2 separate regions of the Mus musculus genome follow, and region 2 is linked to region 1. A link is a contact called in public Hi-C data. All regions are on one chromosome and are shown on one strand. The core of a region is the stretch at or near the end of the contact, and the rest is flanking DNA. Distances in the headings are between cores, read along the strand shown. Region 1 has its middle 19 kb from the start of Itpr2. Region 2 holds the start of Tm7sf3 (transmembrane 7 superfamily member 3).

The links. A called contact is a pair of places that touch in the nucleus more often than the background predicts.
Region 2: a Hi-C map of Th1 cells shows a contact between it and region 1, with 2.3 times the contacts expected there. The contact joins the promoter of Tm7sf3 here to the enhancer-like site in region 1. A contact is called at or near these places in 2 of 39 promoter capture datasets (the C10 cell line and pre-B cells), 1 of 484 Hi-C or Micro-C datasets (Th1 cells), 4 of 115 datasets of contacts at active chromatin or transcription factors (the SCID.adh cell line, embryonic stem cells and memory CD8 T cells) and 2 of 9 other capture datasets (adipose tissue and liver).

Annotation. Positions count from the first base shown.
Region 1 is chr6:146,518,186-146,523,746 of GRCm38.p6, forward strand. No RefSeq gene overlaps it. Among named protein-coding and RNA genes, the nearest start is that of Itpr2, 19 kb to the left of the region's middle. Within about 2 kb of position 3,061, at least 60 of the 459 cell types and tissues checked have an H3K27ac peak or open chromatin away from gene starts, as enhancers often do. A contact at or near this core is called in the SCID.adh cell line, Th1 cells and memory CD8 T cells, where this site is marked.
Region 2 is chr6:146,632,056-146,637,616 of GRCm38.p6, forward strand. Tm7sf3 (transmembrane 7 superfamily member 3) reads right to left here and starts at 2,537. Exons shown (of 12, transcript NM_026281.2): 1 at 2,331-2,537. The coding sequence starts at 2,406.

The sequences.
Region 1 (5,561 bases), core at 1,811-4,310:
ATCACATTGTGGAGTGTTTAGAATTTTCAGAGTTATTATTACAGTCAGTAAAACTACTCCCCAGCGGTTATCATGAAGAGGGGAATCCTGAGTGTATCATCTGAAAACAGGGTAGATAACAGTAGATGATGTGTATGATTGGATCTAGAATTTATTCCAACAATGGAAGTTCTCAAAGTATAAAGATAAATTGCACTCCCTCACTTATTACCAATCTCCTGATGTCAACTGAAAAAGAGAGTCATCTAACAGACTGCACCTGCTCCTCACACTGACAGTTTCATCATTTCTTCGAGCTAACAAAGGACTTTCTTAAATTGGTTTTATTACCAGAGGCTACATTGTTATATTTTACGTAATCTGAGGGGAGCTACCAGATAAATCTGTGACAAATTTTGTAAATTTGGCAGACGTTCTACAATGTCAGCATCAGCCATTCAGGGAAAGGTTTTCTAACTCTTACTGCCTGTGCACTGGACTACTCCAGATAAACTGGAAATACCTTCTTTGTGCAGGGTGTGAGCAGGGGCTGTGAAATGAAAGAAAAATACAATCTTGAACTTCATCTAGCTCAAGTCTGCTTAGGGAAAAACTCCCTCGATAGAATGTCCACACCATAGCAACAGTATGGTGCTTATTTCTATACATAATTACCAACTAACTTTTAAAACTTATTTCATATATGAAGAAAGTAAAACCTATATTCATTTGGATGTTTCTCTTAATGTTTACCAAAATGCAAGTGAGTTGAAACATGGGAAACTCTCTGGATGATAATTCATGATACACTGAAACAGCCACACTCTTGAGTTTAAGCTTTGTGATCTGTTTTTATGTTTCTGTTTTGTTGTTTTGTTTTGGACCTAATTTTCCTATTGATTTTGCAAATGGAACACTCCCAAACTGGATAGCATCTCCACACCTAGATGGATATCATTTTTTTTCCATTTTCAACAAATAGAAAAAACAACAAAGAACCATATAAATGAGGTGACTCATGCATGAATCCTAACCTCTCCACCCGTCCCTTCTCCTTGTTGCATCAGACATCAATCTATTTCCGAGCATAGTAATTTTCCTTTACCAGGGATTTGGTTTGCTGCAGGACCAGTTACCAAAGGTCCATCAGGTTGGAAAATAAAACATAGAAACTTCTGTAGAGCACACTGTTACAATGTTCTTATTTTTTTCATAATGTTAATTTCTTACTCTGCCTAGTTTATAGATTAAACTCTGTAATAGATATGTATGTATACGAAAACACGACATGGTTAGCATTGGGTTCTGCAGTATCCACAGTTTCAGGGTCTTTGGGCCACACTCCCCCATCAATAAAGAGGGGCAACATAAACTTATTTGTAATAACTCTGCCTAACCTCTGATAAGATACAAATAAGTCACATTGCAATAGGAAACTAGAAAATAATGACTCACAACAGAAAAGCACCGCATTGTCCTAACAGAGACAAGGCCTCTCTCTCCTCATCCTCATGAGTCTTTTTAGCATTCACTTACATACATAACATATTTGTCAAAGAATATTTTAAATCTTCTCTGAGCTATATGGAAACCAATTTTTCTCATTATGTATTATTAGCATAATCTCAAGGCTGAAGTGAGAGGTGTGAGATTATAATACAGTAGGTGTGCAGAAATGCTGCTGTTTATTTATATATTGTTTGCATGTACATGTGGGGGCAGACACATGCTGTAAGACACATGTGGAGATAGCAGACAACTCGGGATCCTCTGATCTCACCTTCCATCATGTTTGTTTCCTCTTTGTGGCTGTAAAAAAATACCATAACCAAAAGTGTCTTGGGAGGAAAGGGGTTATTCGGCTTATACTTCTAGATCACAATTTATCCTGGAGGGAAGTCATATTGGAACTCATAAAGGGACTGAAGCAGAAACTACAAAGGAACACTCTCATACTCCCTCTCATGCTCGGCTAGCGTCCTCAGACAGACCACCTGCCTGAGCCCACAGTGTGCTGGACCCTCCTACATCAACTAGCAACAAACAAGTTCTTATGACTACACCCAGAGCCAATCTGACTGAGGCAACCCCTCTATTAATGTTCCCTTTTCCCAAGTGTCTCTAGAGTGTGTCAAGTTCATAAGAATAACTAATCAGAACACATCATATGGGATTAAGGGGTTGAACTCAGGTCAATAGGCTTGATAGCATTCACCGTTACTCACTGGGCCATCTTGCCAACCTGGAAATGCCATTTTAATAGTCTCAGCCATTAATGGCTCTAACACACATCCTCACATCAACACAGAGGTTTGCATGTGGTTTGTCCCTAGTGAACTTATTTTATAGCAGTGCTCTGAGGTGAGGCATCTTTGAGGGGTATTTGGGGCATGGAGACTCCACCCTCCATGCCCCAAAGAGATTCATGTAGTTCCTGTAGGAGTGGGTTAGTTATCTCAAGAGTATTTGATCTCTTTCATTTCCTAATTTTGCCGTATGCTTACTCTCCTACCTGCTGCCATGCCTGAAGTAGCAGAGGCTCTCACAAGCAGCTGCCCAACCTTGGACTCTGTACCTGCAGAATCATGACCTTAACAGCCCTCTTTTTCTTTAAGAATACCCAGTCTCAGGTATTCTAGTATCACAATAGAAATGGACTAAGATGACCAATAAGAAAGAAAAAAAAATCTACTTATTAATGTAAGATGAACTCTCTTTCTAAAAAGATGTAGTTGCAGGCAGGGGAGGTTTTGCAGGTGTCCGCAGAGTCCAGAAGAGGGTATCATAGTCCGTTGTTTTGTTACAATTTGCCCCTAGAAAAAAAACCTTCCTTTTTATAGGGAAACTTACTAAGACACCAGATGTTCTAAAGAAGTGGTTTTCAACTTTCCTAGTGCTGTGACACTTCAATACAGTTCCTTATATTGTAGTGACCTCAACCATAAATTCATTTTTGTTGCTAATTCATAACTGTAATTTTGTTATTATTATGAATTGTAATGTAAATACTTTTGGAGATAGGAGTTTGCCAGAGGGGTTGCAACTCAGAGATTGCCTACCAGTGATCTAAAGGAAAGTGAAACACTGCATCCTGCAGGGGAATTCATAAAGCTTAGAAAGTAAACAATTCAGAAGCTTCAAAAAGTTCCTAAAACTGACAAGACTCACTAGGCCCCTCTCTCTTCAAGTGTATATGAGCAGTAAGGACCCCTAAGAGATACTCTTAGACAACTCAGTTACCTGGAAGCAGCTCAGATCAATTGAACTGCCTGGAAAAAACAAACAAAACAAAACAAAAACCTCTCCAGCTATCGATATGCCCATAGGCTGTGCAGTGCACTCCAGGTATCCACCTTTTGTGAGCTGTCACCCATGCTGGGGTGGGCTTTGGTAATGTAGCTGTCTTTGAGTCATTTCTGCTCCTGTGAGTAACTCCTCAACCATACTTCTATAAGAACCCCAGTGAAACTCATTGGTTCACCACGTTGGACTTAGTGGTTTCCTTTCTTTGAAGTGTGAGTCACTGGTTTCCTATTTGATTAGATGCTTGTTCATGACTCCTCAGGAACAATGTTGCATGAGACCTGGAACTGGAGTGCATGGTGTGGGTACAGGAGCTGAACTTGGGTCCTCTGCAAGAGCAGTATTCACTTTGACCTGCTGAGCCATCTCTCCATCCCCTGTGACATGGATTATCTGTAAGACTCAGTTTGAGAGAACAAGGGAGAAATTCCAAGAGGACTGGAGCAGGCCAGGTTCTGCCATGTCCGTCAGGGACAGCCACCAGGCTCAGCTCAGCCTGCAAAATCACCAGGCAGCAAGGCAACCATTGTCAGGTGTCAGCCAAAAGGGTGGAAGGAGCTAGCAGCAACCTTGCAGGGAAGGGACAATACCACAAAGAACCAAGACAGAACACAGAACAGCCCACATAGAACAAAGCCACCAGCTTACAAGCCACATCCTGTCAGGTGAGACCTAAAAGACCTCAGTAGTTAACCGAATGGTTTGCTTAAAATTTGGTAATTGGATCAAATTTTCACCTGGGAAGAATTCAAATCGGCTGCTTCTTGGCCACCTGGGAGACAGAGCTTCCTTAAGAATCAGAGCAGTTGCTTTAGACCAGTGGTTCTCAACCTACGGGTTGTGACCCCCTTAGCAACCCTCTGTCTCCAAAATTACTTACATTGTAATTCATTACAGGAGCAAGATTACAGTTATGAAGTAGCAACAAAAATAATTTTATGGTCGGGTCCCTGAAAAGGGAGTCACCCCTACCCCATCAGTACAGGACATACCCAGACACCAAATTCTCAACACAAAGGTGATTTACTACCCTGGAGGAGTGGCAGCAAGAAAAGCTGTGGGGAGCCGCCCTCACATTCGCCGTTGCAAGATGGCGCTGACATCCTGTGTTCTAAGTGGTAAACAAATAATCTGCGCATGTGCCAAGGGTAGTTTTCCACCCCATGTGCTCTGCCTTCCCCGTGACGACAACTCGGCCGATGGGCTGCAGCCAATCAGGGAGTAATATGTCCTAGGCGGAGAATAATTCTCCTTAAAAGGGACGGGGTTTCGCCATTCGCTCTCTTGCACTCTTGCTCCTGAAGATGTAAGCAATAAAGCTCTTGCGCTCTTGCGCCCTGGCTCCTAAAGATGTAAGCAATAGAGCTCTTGCTCTCTTGCACTCTTGCTCCTGAAGATGTAAGCAATAAAGTTTTGCCACAGAAGATTCTGGTTTGCTGTGTTCTTCCTGGCCAGTCGCGTGAACGCGTGTAAGAAAAAGCAAGAGTGTTTCTGCAGGAGAAAGAAGTTTAAGGGGGAAAATGGGGAGCCTGAGCTAGGGTGAGTTGGTAAATCCCGACTGGATATGTTAAGACAATTGATGAAATTTGATAGTTGGACATTTGTGTTTTGTCTCAGGAATGAGTCAGCAACCAAATAAGAGAATAGACCTTCAGGAATATATTGTTTTTTTCCAAGGGGGGGGGGAAGAGATAAAGAAGCGAGATATGTTTGGCATGTGTGCCTTGCTCTGCCTGCTAGAACCCCTTCAGTCACTACTATAAGACTCTGGCAAGCCTTAGCTTACTGGGGACCCCCTGAGTGAACCACAAGGAGCCGGGAATCGATGCAAAAAGCAAGAGGAATTTATTGTTCCAACGCGTTGGGTTCGTCCTACACCAAAGGTGAAGTGGCGACCTTGCACAGCTCGTTCAGTGAGCTTTTTATACAGTTTTCAGGGCAGCAGCCATTAGGCGCAATGTGATTGGCAGAACAGTGTGACTTTTTAAACTGAATGGTCTTTAGGGAATGAGGTGGCAAGGACTTTCCTTGTCTGTAGGTGGCCAATGGTCCGTCCTGCATCCTGCCAAATGTGTCCCCACTTGCAGGTCGGTTCCCCACCCTGTGGTCTGAAGAATGTTAATTAGCCTCCCCCTTCTGGAGGGGCAAGTGTTCCGTGACCTTTTCAAAGTCCCTGAGCCTCTTCACTACAACATGAAGAGCTGTATTAATGGATCCCAGCACCAGGAAGGTTGAGAACCACTGTTTTAGACAATCCAGGGCCTGTCTCCTCTGCACTT
Region 2 (5,561 bases), core at 1,287-3,786, 110 kb after region 1:
AGGAGTCACCAGAAACATTTGACTGGCGTAATTAGATCTTATGACTGGGGTGTGGGAAGCAGACAGCACATCAAAGGTTGTTACAGAGCAGGCGGCCCAGTCAAGATGGCGTGGTTACTCGAACGGAACTTGGGAGAGTGATGGCTCTGCTTTATCTGACATTTCAAAAGCAACCCAAACTGCCATCAGCATGGGAGGGTCAGGTTTTCTATTTTCATACGTACTTTCCATCTTTAACCAGCCAGAGTCTCTTTTTCCTTCCACTAACTCCATTCTAGAAGACCTTCCACTCCTCATCTTCTCCTCTTTCCCAATCAGATCCGTATCTTAAAACCACCCAACTAACTCCCTCGTCGACTGCGTTACTAAAAGGCACCTTAGACTTCCCTCCATTGTCTGACACAGCAGCCAACTTTAGGAGCAGCGACAAAGTGCATCCCTCCTAAGTGGACTAATTCTCAGTCCAAACACTCAGGGCAAGAGGTACAGCTGCTGTCACCTGTACCATAACCCCAGCTCCGCCATCCACGGGAGGCTCACCCTTCGACTGTCTGTAATGTCCATGCTGCCTTTCACCAGCCAGATGGGGAATATCAGCTTTTAATCACACAGCTGTTGAGTGTCTCAGTTCTATCCCTCTCCTGCACACAATAATACTAACTTAAAACAGAAAGAACAGCACACAGGAAGGCAGCAGTGCCGTGCCGTAATCAGAGGTGAGACAAGGTAAGGAAAACCCCAATCCTCAACTAAGTGCTTCTCTTTCTGTGAAAAGTTTCCGGATATTAAGTACTGAAACTCCAAACTGGAAATAAAAGCTCTGGCTCCCAGGCCTCCAGACACAGGAGCTTTCCAAATCAACCCCAAGCTCAACCCTTCCTCTCTCCCACCTTCAGAAGGATGTTCCGAAGATACGCACTCGCAGATTAAATATAACACAGCATTATGCTGTGAAAGGTTTGGGGGTTTTTTGTTTGTTTGATTTTTGTTTTTGTTTTTTTGGTTTTTTTTTGAGATAGGGTCTCACGTAGTCCAGGCTGGCCTCCGAATCCTTATATAGTTGAATCTGATTCTGCACTCTGGATTCTCCACGTTCTAAATGCTGGGGTCTAGGCCTGTACCACCACACCCAGTCCATGCCATGCTCAGGAAGGGCACCAGGCCTGCTTAAATGCTAGGCGAACACTCTACCAACTCAGCTACATCCCCAGCCCGGGGGCAAGATATTCCTCTCAGAAAGTGGCTTTGCTGAAGTGCAGGGGTCATGCAACTTGCAGGGCAACACACCAGGTGTTGCTACGTTTGTAGCAAACGAGCATTTGGAGCCTCCAGAGGGTTGGATTGATTGCTAGCTCCTGGGGCGTTGAGGATTAGAGTACTCAGGCTGTGAAACGGACCTAGCATTCAGCCAGGGCCAGAGGCCAATGCTTCCTCTCTGCTGTAAGCCAGAGTTTTCTTCAAGAAAATAGGTGTGTGTGTGTGTGTGTGTGTGTGTGTGTGTGTGTGTGTGTGTGTGTGTGTGTATACACTTAACACACAAATATTTGTACTTTTCAGTACTGGCCTTAGTTGTACTCGAAGATCCTAAAGTGCGGTACTATCCCTGGCTTTTCACAGATAAACATTAGGAGAAATGATCCCATCACTCAGAAGACTATTGTATTTGCTACTTGTCTAGAGCTCAAAACAAGGAATGTACTTAACGCAGCCAGAAACAACACGTGACCACCAGCGTGGCACAATTAGTGCTTTTCATGCTTCCCATTAACGCCCCCGCTCCTGCCCAACAGTCGCTAAACCCCTCTCTCTCAGCACAAGACCTAGGATTTCACGTCCCATCACTGGCTCATTTTTCCTCTCAAACTGCAAATCGTCACCCAGTTAAAAAAGCAACTAGATTTCGGAGTATCAAAGTCAGCTACTGCGTGGAACGCCTTAGTTCCTCGATGGACTTTGCTACCGGTAGCCGACGGGTTCGGTTTGGTTTTAGTTTGGGCCTGACGCTCACTCTCCGGGCGGTCTCGAACACATAATCCTCCTGTCGCAGCCTCAGGGGTGCTGCGCTTACAGGCGTCCTCCCCGAAATTCAGTTTAAAAGGCCGTTTCAATGCGTCCAATTAAAACCACAAACATGGCTGCTCCCTGCCGGGAAGAATGCCTCAAAGGGGGCTACTTATCTCTTCCCGGTTCCCAGCCCAAACCAGGCGCTGGCAGGATGGACACGGTCCCGAACCCGCGGCCTGACGCGCATCTGCAACCGGGGAGGGCTGCACAGAGCCGGGCAGCCTGCGGCCCTGCTGCAGGAGCGGAGGCAAGTTCGGGAAGCTCACCGTCGCTGGAGTTCGCCTGGGCCTCGGCGCTGCCCGCCGCCAGCACCGCTAGGACCAGCAGGCGCAGCCGCCACATCGCTGCGGGCCGGGGCGCGCGGGCCAGGGGCGCGCAGGCCAGGTCGCTTGCTACCCCGGAGCGCCCGCGCGCATCGCTTTAGCGCGCCGGCCCCGCGCGTGCACCTGCCGCCCCAGCCCCGCCGGGCGCGCGCTTCCGGCACGACAGCCGCGCGCGTCCCCGGCCGGCCCTTGCGGGCGCGCGCCTCCTGCCGGGGCTTCTGGGCTCCCCGGGCTCACGGGGCAAGCCGGGACGAGTTCTTGCTTTTGTGTCTTTCCTTTCTCTCTTCTTCTTTCCTTCCTTCCTTCCTTCCTTCCTTCCTTCCTTCCTTCCTTCCTTCCTTCCTTCCTTCCTTCCTTCCTTCCTTTTTTCTTCTTTCTCTTTTCTTCTTCCTCTTTCTGTCTTTCTTTTTTCTTTTCCTTTTATTCCTTGTTTTTTTTCAAGATAGGGTTTTTCTGTGTAGCCCCAGCTGTTCTGGAATTCACTCTGTAGACTAGGCTGCCCTTGAACTCAGAAATCGCCTGCCTCTGCTGGTACTAAAGGCATGCACCACCACCACCCAGCTACTTTTTGTCATTCTAATTGTGCAAAATAACTCTCTCTCTCTCTCTCTCTCTCTCTCTCTCTCTCTCTCTCTCTCTCTCTCTCTCTCTCTCTCTCTCTCTCTCTCTCTCTCTCTCTCTCTCTCTCTCTCTCTCTGTCTCTCTCTCTCTCTCTCTCTCCCTCCTAAGACTAGGTCTCTCACAATCCAGAGTGACCTCCAGCTGCTATGCAGTAGAGATGACCTTGAACTTCTGACCTCTCGCTACTTCCTCCCAAGGGCTGGGAAGATAAACTTGTGCCACCACTAATGAATTTCATATTTTATTGAGATATTGAGGCACAGTGAGGTGCCCCAAGCCACAAATAGGATTCTTAGTATCTTAAAAGGCACTTATGAAAAGGGGACTGGGGAAAACTTAAAAAAAAAAAAAAAAACAAGCATAACACAAACTTGAGTTAATAATATAACCTGTCGCACTCTTTTCACTGAGATATGTCTCAATGTAGGATACCAATGACAGCCATGATAGAAACGGATGTAAAATGTATGAGAAATTTTGCAATTTTTCCTGTAACCTAAACCTATTTTAAAATAAATTGATAACATTTTAAATGGAAAAGGCAGGATGTCTGGTGCTTGTTTTTCCAGCACTTCGGAGGCTGAGGTAGGAAGCTTGCCAAGAACAGGAGAACACAGACTCCATACATAGTGAGACTGTTGAAAAATAGTAATGATAAAATCAGTAAACAAATTAACATAATGGACAGTGCTGGAGTCATTCCTATGCAACACCACTTACAGCAGTGGTTCTCAACCTTCCTAATACTGCAGCCCTTTAATACAGCTCGTGTTATGGTGACCCCAAACCAAAAAATTATTTTTGTTGCTACTTTATAACTATAATTTTGTTATTGCTATGTCATAAATGTCTGTGTTTTCCATGGACTTAGGTGACCCCTGTGAAATGATCCCCCCCCCCAGGGTTTTGAGACCCACAGGTTGAGAACAGCTGACTTAAAGTATCCTTGTGTCTGCAGCATGGGTGTGCTCTGAAAGTCAGCATGAAGGTATCCATGATTTCCAGGTAAGGGTAACAGAGGAATACAAACATCCCACGTCGTCATATCACACACATTAAACCAAACATCCCAAGTCGTCATATCACACACATTAAACACATGCCTGCTTCTCTCAAGTATCAGCTACATTCCTTGTGCTTCTTTATTGTTTTAATTATTATTACTTATTTTGGTTTTGTGAGACACGGTCTTGGGCCTTTCATTGGTAGCCTAGGATAGCCTAGAATTCACTATGTAGCCCAGGCTGGCCTCAACCTCCTGCTGCAAAGAACCCCTGTTTGTGCTTAAGAGCCCTTTGCAAATAAAATAAGATAAAATAAAATAAAATAAAATAAAATAATAAATAAAGGAATTCAGTGCTTGGGTTTTGTTTGTTTGTTTGTTTAGAACAACATTGGAAGATTGTTGCCTCCTGCCGCAACTGTCTAAGCTACTACAGCTGACCTTAGGTCTGCTTTTGAAGTGTTTGCTGAGACCCATGGGGAAAAATTTTTTTCTCTCTTCTAAGCAAAAATATCCTTGAAAACTCACAGCCTCAGTCTACTTCTCAAATCTCCTATCTGTGTGCTGTTGAAGAGCCGCCAGCCCACGCAACAGAAGAGCACTCCAGGATCACGGGGCCCATTATGGACTTGTCTGGGACGGCTGCCTTGCTTTTTTTTTTTTTTTTTCTGTGTTTGATTTTTAGGTTCATGTATGAAGGTGTTTTTCTGAATAAGTATTAGTGCACCAGGTGCATACAATGCCCGAGGAGGCCAGAAAGGGAGCTTTGAATCCCTTGGAATTGGAGTTACAGATGGTGGTGAGCTGTGAGTGCTGGGAATTGAACCCAGGTCCTCTGCAAGAGCTACCAGTACTCTCTTTTTTTTTTTTTAAAGATTTATTTATTTATTATATGGAAGTACATTGTAGCTGTCTTCAGACACTCCAGAAGAGGGAGTCAGATCTCGTTACGGATGGTTGTGAGCCACCATGTGGTTGCTGGGATTTGAACTCTGGAAGAGCAGTCGGGTGCTCTTACCCACTGAGCCATCTCACCAGCCCGCTACCAGTACTCTTAATAGCTGAGCCACTCATGTGTGCGTGCCCCTCCCACTATATAATTAAAATAACAAAAACGAGTTTTTTTATAAAAGAAATTCAGGAAGAAATTGCTAAGCAAAAAGGAAAGGAAGAGCCCATAGAGAAAAGGATAGGCAGAACTGGCTGCATAGACAATTCTGTCAACATTAGAAAGCAAACAACCCACAGCTGACAATCAGAAAAAGTGAATCCAAAGGCAGACATCCACAAAGCACAGTAGGGGGCTCACCACAAGTGAGAAAAATCTTATTAATAAACAAACAAAAAAAAACCAAATACACACATCAGGCTTGGGGGCTCATGCCTCTAATTCTAGCAATGAGAAGGTAGATACAGGAGGATTGCCATGAGGTCAAAGCCAGTCTGGGTTAAATAGTCAGACTGTATCTCAGGCAAACACAAACAAGGCAGTGTTCTAATGTAAGTAAACTGTACAATTCTTTTAAGCATATTGTATAAAAAATCTTTTC